Linked DNA regions of Capra hircus: region 2 is linked to region 1. A link is a contact called in public Hi-C data. All regions are on one chromosome and are shown on one strand. Each heading gives the region's core, a stretch centred on a gene start, on an enhancer-like site or on the middle of the called end of the contact. The rest is flanking DNA. Distances are from core to core; before and after follow the strand shown.

Region 1 (5,632 bases), core at 222-2,721:
CCTCACCCAACACCCCGAGGTCAGAGAGGAAGCACTCACGGTGTATGTGGAGGTGTCCAGTCTGTCTTTCTGTCTGTAAATCCTTCTTTGTAACGAGCAGGGTGTAGGATCCTGTGTCTTTCTGGGTGACGTTCCGGATCAGCAGGGTTCCGTTGGGGTAAAGTGTCTCCCGTCTGCTGTACACAGGCCCATTGGTAGTTGCATTAGTGTCTACCCTATATGATGCAATTAGCTGGGTGTTTTCTACCCTTTCTCCTCTGTACCAGCCATAGCCTAGAGGATTCTCTGACACGTTGCGGACAAGTAGAAGAACATCGGACCCTTCTGCAGCAAGGGGGGGCACCGTTTCAATAGTAGGCTGGGCAGTGGTGGGTGGGGTCCAGAAAGTTAAGAGTGAGACTAGGAGGGAAGAGAGAGAAATCGGTTAATATTGTGACCTGTGTGGGGGATGGGAAAATGGTGCCCTGGGTCCTGAGCTGGTCTCCTCATCCCTCAGCCTTAGTGTGGGTGTGTGTGCATGTTTGTGTGTGTGTGGTTCAAGGTCAGCAGCATGACCCCCGTCACTTCAGCCCTTCTGGGCTCGTTTTTTCCTCTGCTTCCCCAGCTGTCCCTGGCTCACCCCCTCGCTGCCCTCACACGCCTGCTCACACTCAGGGGCCTCTTGGGAGATGACCCCACAACGACCAGCTGCTGTAAAGACCCTCCGTGCTCACTGCTGACCCTTCCCCGCTCCGGTTCATGCGTGACGCCTGGAGCACCTGCCAGCACACTCTCCATCTCTCTGCTTGTCTGTCTTCCTCCCCACAGAGCGCGGGCTCCGTGAGGGCAGGGGCTTGTCTGATCCTGCTTGAAACCCAGGGCCTGGACCAGGCTCCAGACATTAGTACCTGGGGATGAAGGAAGGAGAGTTCCCAGGAATTCCACAGCCTGGTTTTGTCAGTTTCTAAGGGTGCCGCGTAAGGACAGTGTTTACTGTCCCGGTTATGTGTTTTTCTGTAGTGACACCCAGACATAAATTATTATTATCATCATCAGTTTTCAACAATCACTGCTCAGTGAAGAATAACTGATAAAACCTACAGCAGTTGAGTCTTCCTGCCCCTCACCAGCTCTAGCTCATGCAGAGTCCCCTGTGGCTGAGCCCCCTCTCCCCTGGTCCTCTGTCCTCTGCCCTCAGGTCTGAACAGAAGCCCTCTGTCCCCTCTCAGAGCCCCGTCTCCCCCAGGGACCAGCCAGGCTCTCGTTCTCCAGTCTCTGCCCCCTCCCTGAAAACTGTCCCCTCTCACCTGCCAGCAGGAGCCTGCTCCAGGGGACATGCCGCCTGCTTGCAGGGCCTGACGGGGGCTCCATGGTGCCTGCTGTCTGCTGTGTCCCTCTCTCTGTGAGGAGAACTTCCTCTCCAGAAACGCTCACAAGCCCTGCAGTCCTTGTGTGAGCTCTGCTATCCTTCCCTCTGTGTGCTGGGCCTGCCGGGGCAGGAGCACTTCGCTGGGTCACGTGGCCCAGCCCCATGGGGCGGGGTCTCTACCCGGAGCCCACACTCTCCCCTCCCCTCTCATTCCCGCCTGCCTTCTCTCTTCTTCCCTCTTCCCTTTCTGTTACATTTCATTTGCCTGCAAACTGCGGCTGTTTCTGCCTTTTGCAGCTTGACTTCTCACCCTAAACACGCACACACATACACAATTTCCCCCGTTGTTGGGGAGAGCACCACCCCGGGGCTCAGTGTCCTGGGCGTTCCGCCATAGGTCTCAGTTGGGGGGTGCACAGTCAGCCTCCCCACTTCCACAGTCTCCAGTCTCATCTTCCCCTTCTGGCTTTCTTTCCCCTTCAGAGCAGGAGCCTGGGGGGTGGGGAGGAGGTGCATCAGGAACTCTTGTCACAGGGACGTTATCCCCATGGTGCATGGGAATCACCTGTGGAGCTTCGTGAAGACTTTGAACCCAGGAGGCACCTAAGAAAAGCTGCTTCAGCAGCCGCACAGGTTACGTGGTTGCCCAGCATGGCTGAGACTCCAGAATGTGGGGTGGGAGCAGCCTCTCCCAAAATTCTATGCACAGGGAGGGTCTGCAGATACTATTAAAATGCAGAGCCTGACTCAGCAGGTGTGCGGTGGACCTAAGAGTCTGCATCTAACAAGCTCTCGGGTGATGCTGGCCATACTGGACGGTGGGGCACACTTTGAACAGGAAGGCTGATGGTGACAAGTCAACCAAGAGGCCCACCCACCCCCCCAGTGCCGGCCTCTGCCGTGTTCTGGTCTGGGGTCTGTCAGCACAACACAGACTCCCTGGGGTCTCCAAACCAGGATATTATTTCCCTTTGTAACACTGGGGGCTTCCCTGGTGGCTCAGCTGGTAAAGAATCCGCCTGCAATGCAGGAGACCAGGGTTCAGTCCCTGGGTGGGGAAGATTCCCTGGAGGAGGGCACAGCAACCCACTCCAGTATTCTTGTCTGAAGAATCCCATGGACAGAGGACCCTGGCGGACCACAGTCCATGGGGTCGCAGAGTCAGACTCCACTGTCACGTTGAGGGTCTTCCCAGGGTTCTCAAAGGCTGTGAGAAGGTTGTGTTCTATTCCCACCGAAAGAAAAGGACTGAGGGGCTGGAAAGGGGGCGTGAATAATGCCTGGTGAGAGGGATCCTTCTTTCTCCTTGGGGGTCTAGTGGGGCCACCACTTCCAGGGACACACACTGAAGACCTGAAGGAATGGTAGTTCCTAATGGTGTGAAGTGGGCCCTCTCCTGGCTGGATGGAGGAGGTGATGGAGTCCAGTGTGGGCGGCTAGGAGGACTGTGAACTGAAGTGACACCGGTGAGGGTCCAACTCTGCTGGGCGGAGGGAGATCTGAGGCCCTTGGGGAGACTCGAGGCTGTGGAGTAACTCTGCTGCCCTCTGGTGGACAAGGGAGGAAATGCAGCAGTCCCCACACCACGCTGTTGTGCCTAACATCGTGCGCACGGCCTTTCTCTAGTTGTCGTGCGTGGGCTTCTCATTGTGGTGGCCTCTCTTGTTGCGGAGTTCCCTGTCTGAAGTTCCTTATTATTATTATTAAAAAATAATAATTGTTTTTCTACTTCTGGTTGCGCTGGGTCTTTGCGGCCGCACTCAGGTTTTCTCTAGTTGCGGTGAGCAGGGCTGCCCTTCCGAGCGGTGCGGTGCCTTCTCTTGCTGTGGAGCACAGGCTCTAGGGCATGCGGCCTTCCGCAGTTGTGGCTCTAGGGCTCAGCAGCTGTAACACATGAGCTTAGTTGCTCTGAGGCGTGTGGGAGCTTCCCGGGGCCAGGGATCAAACCCGTGTCTCCTGCATTGGTGGGTGGATTCCCAACCTCTGGACCACCAAGGCAGCCATGGATGGTAGTTTGGGCCGAGACATTTGCTTGCAGAGAAGGCAGATCTGTATCCAGAGTACCTGCCTGTCCCAGTAAGAACAGAATGCTGCCCTTTTATCACAGAGATGGTTCACTGAAATCAGCCTGCCGCCAGGTAACTGGCTGATCACCCTGCGGAGCAGTGCCCTACCTAAGGCCCGGCGGGTCTGGGGGCTGACAGACTGGGCCCTGAGCGGCGGCTGTAGCCAGGTCAGCCTTGGTGAGTGGAAGTCCGTGTTGCTGAGCCCATGTATGACTTCCATCCTCGCCGCCGTGGCCACTACATTCAAGGGCCTACCAGTCGAAGGCAGGGGTAGCTGGGGAAAGAGGCCGACTGGGGCTTCCCTGGTGGCCCTGCCGTTGAAAATCCGCCTGCCAGCGCAGGGGATGTGGGTTCAATCCCTGGTCTGGGGAGATCCCACATGCCACAGGGGCAACTAAGCCCATGTGCCACAGCTACTGACCCGGGGCTCTAGAGCCCATGGGCTGCAACTACTGGAGACTGCACACCCTAGAGCTTGTGCTCTGCAATAAGAGAAGCCACTGCAAAGAAGAGTAGCCCCCACTCACTGCAACTAGAGAAAGCCCGCGCACAGCAGTGAAGACCCAGCGCAGCCAAAAATAAGTAAATAAATGTTAAAAAAAGAGAGGCTGACGGATGTCCACAGAACAGGTCATTCTATCCACTTGATTATTTAAATCTCTTCTGCTGAGGTGAATGGTGAGCATTCAGAGAGGTTTATCCATGTATTTCTTCCCCAGATCTCCTTGACACCAATTTTCCAGTCATGTTCTCAACCAAATCCCTGACGGCCCAGCCAAGCCATTGGCCACAGCCCGTGAATCAGTGTATAATCACACCTCTGGCCATTTCTCTTTGCAAGTGAAATGGACAGTCAGGTGCCCTGCCTGAAGTTCCTTCTTCTGCCCCTGGCCCCCGCAGAGGATTTCTCTTCACTCGGGCTTTCAGGGAAGTTTCAGAAAGGGTCTAGCGTGCTGCAGTTTTTCCCTTTCACGTGGTGTCTGCATATCAAGCAGAACTCTCTGTAAACTAGTCGCAAGTTTTCTCTCTTTCCATTTATTGATTAGCGGGAATTCCCTGGTAGGGGGGCACAGGTGTGGCTCAGAGAGAGAGCCCATGCAACAGGAGAGGGATCAATGGTATCTGGGCTACCACTTCTCTGTTAATTGATTTTTGCCTGTGCTGGGCCTTTGTTGCAGTGCACAGCCTCTCTCTAGTGGTATGCGGGCTTCTCACTGTGGCGGCTTCTCTTGTTGCGGAGTACAGGTTCCAGGCACTCGGGCTTCGGGACTTGAGGCACACAGGTCTAATTGCTCTGAGGCATGCGGGATCTTCTCATATCAGGGATTGAACTCATGTTCAACTCATTCTTAACCACTGGACCACCAGGGACGTCTTGGGATTCTTATTGAAAGATATAACTCAGGAACAGGCTTTCCAGGTGGTGCTAGTGGTAAAGAACCCACCTGCCAATACAGGAGACATTAAGAGATGCAGGTTCGATCCCTGGGTCAGGAAGATCCCCTGGAGGAGGGCATGGCAACCCATCCCAGTATTCTTGCCTGGAGAATCCCGTGGATGGACAGAGGAACTCAGCGGGCCACAGTCCATAGGGTCACAAAGAGTCAGACACAACTGAAGTGACTTTGCATGCATGCATGGATAATTTGGGAACAGCCAGATGGAAAGAGGCATGGGGACAAGAGGACGAGTATGGGGAAAAGAGTCAGACACGACTTAGTGACTAAACAACAAAAATATTCCATGCTATATATCTTCTACACCTTCTTTATCCATTCTGCTGTTGATGGACACTGAGGTTGCTTCCATGTCCTGGCTACTGTAAGCGGTGCTGAAAAAGATACATACACCCCAAGGATTCTGGGTCTTTAAGCTCGGAATTGACTGAGGGATACTGACTCTTTTTTTTTCCTTGATTTTATTAGACTTTTGTTTACTTGATTTAGAACTGTTTCATGTATACGGATCAAGTAAGAATTTGTCAGACTTCCCGTTTCTTTCATTTCTAGGAACACCATGATCAGTTAGCCAGTGCTCATCTCTGTTGAGTCAGACTGTTCTGATTGCAGCATTGACTTTACTGTCCATTACGGTGAGCATGGCCCACCTTGTCTTTGGTGATTAAGTTCCTACTCAATAGACATGAGCTTGAGCAAACTTCAGGAAATAGTGGAGGACAGAGGAGCCAGGCGTGCTGCAGTCCATGGGGTCACAAAGA
Region 2 (5,704 bases), core at 1,551-4,050, 53 kb before region 1:
GCCTGAGAAAGTGCCTTAGACAGGAGGAGAGCAGGAGAGATGACAACTTTCTTCACTGTGGGATCCAGGATTGGACTCTGAGCAGGAAAGGGACATCAGTGGATGATTAGCAAATTCTGAAGATGTGTCCATTAGCTGATAGCATGTGTCACTGCTAATTTTCCAGTTTCCATAACTGTATTACGGTTATGTGTGGCGTTATTTGAAAACAACTGTGTAGAGTTTGGATCTATTGGAACTCTGATCGTTTTTACAACATTTTTTTAAGTTTGAAAAGTGAAAAGATAAAAATAAAAAAGTACACTAGATATCTGTGCGGACACAATGAGTTAATATGTGTAAAGCGCTTAGGAGAAGCCTGCCACAAAGATTAACACATGGAAGCTACTATTATATGTAACACTACAATTAATAAGTAATCTTACAAAGAATTATTCTATTATTATAAGTGATAATAACTGTCGTCACATCTCAGCTATTTCTTTTTTCCCCTCTTCCCTGGGAAAAGCATATTAAGCATGTATGTGGTTATTTGGGGGCTTCCCTGGTGGCGCAGCAGTAAAGACTCTGCCAGCAATGCAGGAGGTGCAGATGACAAGGATTTGATCCTGGTTCAGGATGATCCCCTGGAGGAATGCATGGCTACCCACTCTAGTATTCTTGCCTGGAGAATTCCATGGACAGAGGAGCCTGGTGGGCTACAGTCCAGAGCGTCACAAAGAGTCGGTCATGACTGAAAGGACTTAACACACGTATGCATGTGGTTACTTTAAGAGATAAAGCAAGATAAGATTTTATTCGGAGTATTTCTGAGCAGGAGTATTGTGTACTGTTATTTCTTCTTGCCAGACTTGGTCCAGCACTGCAAACTACCCTTGTCTGAGAAACCATTGAGCCCAGCCGCCAACCCCGGTTTCCTGTGGTTTATAATTGCGCCACCTGGCGGCTCAGTGTTGTTGTTCAGTTGATCAGTCCTATCCGACTCCTTGAGACCCCATGGGCTGCAGCTCGCCAGGTTTCCCTGTCCTTCGCCATCTGGAGTTGGCTCAAACTCATGTTCACTGAGTCGGTGATGCCATCCAACCATCTCATCCTCTGTCGTCCCCTTCTCCTGCCTTCAATCTTTTCTAGCATCAGGGTCTTTTCCAATGAACTGGCTCTTTTCCTCAGATTGCCAAAGTATTGGGGCTTCAGCATCAGCCCTTCCAGTGAATATTCAGGGTTGATTTCCTTTAGGATTGACTGGTTTGGACTGCAAGGACTCGGGGTGGCTCAGTGAGCTTTCCCCAACTCGTCGTTCTTGTGTCTTAGTGGCTACTTTACTCAAGTCGCAAAGTCATACAGGACTGAGTGACCAACACTTTCCTCAGTTTTGCTGAACCCTTAGTAAGTTCACATTATTGAGTGTTTACTTCTCACAACAGTTGTATAAGCCAAGTGGTATTTTATTCATTTTAAGATGCTAAAACTGAGGCTTAAAAATGTTAAGCATCCAGACTTCCCTGGTGGTCCACTGGTTAAGAATCCGCCTGCCAGTGCAGGGGATACTGGTTTGATCGCTGGTCAGGGAAGACCATGCCACGAAGCAGCTAAGCCCGTGAGCCACAACTGCGGAGCCCACGCGCCCTAGAGCCCCTGCTCTGCAACTAGAGAAGCCACCACGATGAGAAGCACATGCACCGCAACCAGAGAGTAGCCCCCACTCCTGGCAATAAGAGAAGGCCCATGCGCAGCAACGAAGACCCAGTGCAGTCAAAAATAAATGACATAAATAATAAATAATTTTAAAATGTTAAGCATTTTGTCCAGGGTTGCAAGGTAAGTGATGGAGCCAGGAACTGGATCTCGGTACCCCTGAATTCAAGCCTGAGTCTGAAGGTCCAGGTGAGTCTAAACATGTCGCCGTGTTTGAGAATTATTGGTAGAGAGCAGTGGCTCCACTGGGGACTGGATCCCCCTGCAGGGAACATTTGGCCTTGTCTGGAGATATTTTTGGCTGTATTAACTGGGGGGTGGGCAGGGAGAGGCCGCTAATCGGCTTCTAGAGGGTAGAGGCCACTCAGATGTTGCTAAAAACATGTTACCAGACCACCCCACCACCTGACAACTGAGAATTATTAAGCTCTAATGTCAGCAGAGCTGCTATGAAACCAGGGTGTCCCGTCTCCTGAAAGTGAAAGTGTTAGTCGCTCAATAGTGTTTGACTCTTGCGACCCCATGGACTGTAGCCCACCAGGATTCTCTGTCCATGGGATTTCCCAGGCAAGAATACTGGAGTGGGTAATATTGTGTTCTCCAGGGGATCTTCCTGACAGAGGGATCGAACCCAGGTGTCCTGCATTGGAAGCAGATTCTTTACTGTCTGAGCCACCAAAGTCTTGTAAAGAGAGGCCAGTCTCCTAAGAGCAAAATTTTGAACTTAGAAACCTGAGGATTTATTCTTCCACTTAGATATATTTACCTAGCACCTTGCCGGGTCATGGGAGTGATGTGGAAACAAGACACCAGGCTGTGCCAGTGGCAAGGTTATAGCACAGAAGGGAGCGGTTGGGTAGGAGACACACTGACACTCAACTCAAGGTGGAACGCGGACTGTGCAGAGAGTCCAGTCGGGGCCGAGCTTGTGCAGGGGAGGGAGGGCTCACGTTTGCCTCTGGGCCACATCAGGGCGGCTGTGGGAGCAGAACCGAGCTGGTGGGAAGACACAAGAGCAGCTGGGGAGCAGCCGAGGTTCCGAGATTCCGGCTGAGAGGAACACGGGCCCTTGTTAGCGTGGGGTGTGTGGGGGGATGGCCGGGAAAGGCGGCTGTGACTGGAGCTTGGAGTCCAGGCTGAGGTCTCCAGCCTGGGGGCCCATCACAGCGGTGGAAAAGGCTTCCCTCCCAGAATGCTGGTCTAGGGCCTCCCCCGCCGGGCCATGGGGCCCAGCGGCTTCCACAGAACTCTATAAGAGAGAAGATGCTGGAAATGGGTGCAGTAGGGTAGACTCCTGATTTTAGGACCCACTTGATGCTGAGTATGTAACAAAGCTGCTTCACTTCAAAGTGGCGCTTGGGGATATGGTCACTTAGAGTGGGAACATAGGTGGGGAGGGGGTCCCTTCTGCACAGTTGTTCTGCTAAGGGCTGGGCCACTCCGGCTATAAGGTACAGTGGGGTGGATTTGGAGCTCCTAACCCACGATCTGCTTCCTAAAGGTGAGCTGTTCAAAGAGGGCTTGGTGTGGTCACAGCTTCGAACACAGGTACTACCTGGTGATGTGATTTTTTGGTTTATCACCTTACCATGAAATAGCATTAAGAATTGTTGGGGCACGTCTAGTGTACTAGGAAGAATATAATCGAGGTTGACTGACTGATTGGACACAAACTTGCCTTCAACACCCTCTCTGCACGGCCTCCAGGCCCAGTCCCCAGGACAGTCAATACCCCCGGACAGGGACTTGGGGGAGAGGTAAGGTCCTCTCCCGCCAGCTACCCTTGCAGACACTCCATACACACGGGCTCCTTTAACTTCACGACATTCTTAGGGTTTACATTCAGTTCATTCATTTTTGTAAACAAAGAAACAGGCGTCCAGACAGATTAACTCACCGCTAATCCCTGTAGCCTGCAGAGGCTACATTTTACCGCGTGTGCGGTCATGCTCTTTCCTGTTTGGCCACGTTTCTCCCCCCTTTCTATCTTTCATAGAGTGGACTTTTTTTTTTTTTTTTACCTGTGTGTGAGCTGCTGGAGCGGAGAAGGCAATGGCACCCACTCCAGTACTCTTGCCTGGAAAATCCCATGGACAGAGGAGCCTGGTAGGCTGCAGTCCATGAGGTTGCTAAGAGTCGGACACGACTGGGTGACTTCACTTTGATTTTTCACTTTCATGCATTGGAGAAGGAAATGGCAACCCACTCCAGTATTCTTGCCTGGAGAATCCCAGGGACAGGGGAGCCTGGTGGGCTGTTGTCTGTGAGGTTGCGCAGAGTTGGACACGACTGAAGCAACTTAGCAGCAGCAGCAGAGCTGCTTGAGACTGTGGACATCAGCATTAGTGGCAGCAACAGGAAGAGGGAAGAGATTAGAACCTTCATTTCACCTGTCAATGCTGCTGCGCGTCATTTGAAGAGTGTGTGTCAGGTTACCAGTGAGAGGGTGTCCACTTCTCTTGGCTGTTCAGGCTGTGCGTGGTATGTGGCTGGGGGAGTGGGGTCGGGTCTGGGCTTTACTCCCAAGCCAGCATTTCCACTAAAGGGCTGGAAGGGCCGAGTGGTGCTTGGCCTTGTTAGGTAACAGGTTGGACCTTGTGTTTTATGGGAATCCGGGAGGCAAAACTGGCCAAACAAAAGAATGAAGCCTTCCTAGGAACACAAGAGGGTGACTGGTAACCTGGCCGCTGTACTCGTCCCCTCCCTCCCGCCCCCCCAACCCTGCAACGTGCTGGGTTTTCTTCTGGCTTGCTTGAATTTCCTTATACGTCTGAGTGATGTTTTCTAGCTCAGTGTCTGGCAGGAAAAGTGAGGCCTAAGGGTTGGCAAAGAGGGTGACACGGCCTGTCTCGCCTCTGTCCTCCCTGCTCCCAGCCTCAGCACAGTTCCAGACATCGTGGTGTCTCTACTGTGGACAGCGTCCTCCAAGTCTGTGGCCGCATAAGGAGGGAAGCAGAGAGGATGGAGGAGAGGCTCTTCTCTCCTGTCCAGAACCCTGCCCTGGGGCACTGGGTCTAAGCAGTCCTCCTTGTTGGTGCTCAGGCAGGTGGCTGTGGCCTCTTGGTTCCTGCCTAAAGCAGAGGGACCTGGGCTGGTGGAAGACCCTCAAGGCTGGTCCAAGGGGGTTTGAGAAGCAAGAGCCACAGCAGGGACTGTGTTTGCCCAGGCTTCTGTGGCTCTTGATGTGAGATCTTGTTTGGAATCAGTCCAAGATGAAAGAAGGAAGTGATACTGGGGCTGGGCCCTGGGACCCTTTGCTGCAGTGCTTGCATCTGGATACACCTCTCTCTGGGCAACAAAATACAAAGAAACTGAAGTGGAAAGCGAAAATGTTAGTCGCTCAGTCATGTTTGACTCTTTGAGACCCCATGGACTATAGCCCACCAGGCTCCTCTGTCTATGGAATTCTCCAGGCAAGAATGCTGGAGTGGGTTGCCATGCCCTCCTCCAGGGGATCTTCCTGACCCAGGTATGGGACCCAGGTCTCCTTCACTGCAGGCGAATTCTTTACCTTCTGGGCCACCAGGGAAGCCCCAGAGAAGCTATGCTGTGCTGTGCTTAGTTGCTCAGTTGTGTGCGATTCTTTGTGACCCCATGGACTGTAGCCCACCAGGCTCCTCTGTCCATGGTATCTCCAAGCAAGAATGCTGGAGTGGGTTGCCATGCCCTCCTCCAGGGGATCTCCTGACCCAGGGATGCGACCCAGGTCTCCTGCGTTGCAAGCAGCTTCTTTACCATCTGAGCCGCCAGGGGAGCCCCAAAGAAACTATATAGGATGAAAAGCTGTGCGCATGTGCAGTTGGGGCAAATTCTGGACAAAAGATATGAAGAGACTAAAAAACCCAACTGCTGTTTTTGAAGACCCTGGAGCTTAAACCGGGTACTGTGAATACCCCTTGCACATGATACCGCCTAAAAGGTGGGCAAACCACTTCAGCCATCCCTCAAGCTGGACCCCTGGACATGCCTCTAACTTCACCTCATATAAGAAACCAGCTCACCCACCTCA

What was found. Hi-C and Micro-C count contacts between places; a contact is called where the count stands out from the background.
Region 2: a contact with region 1 is called in a Hi-C map of blood, with 8 times the contacts expected there. The contact joins the enhancer-like site here to the promoter of LOC102172184 in region 1. A contact is called at or near these places in 2 of 5 Hi-C or Micro-C datasets (both in blood).

What each region holds. Positions count from the first base shown.
Region 1 is chr18:51,707,326-51,712,957 of ARS1.2, reverse strand. It overlaps LOC102172184 (carcinoembryonic antigen-related cell adhesion molecule 6), which reads right to left and starts at 1,471. Exons shown (of 7, transcript XR_001919501.1): 1 at 1,287-1,471; 2 at 40-399.
Region 2 is chr18:51,761,482-51,767,185 of ARS1.2, reverse strand. No RefSeq gene overlaps it. Among named protein-coding and RNA genes, the nearest start is that of LIPE, 15 kb to the left of the region's middle. Within about 2 kb of position 2,800, at least 1 of the 5 cell types and tissues checked has an H3K27ac peak or open chromatin away from gene starts, as enhancers often do.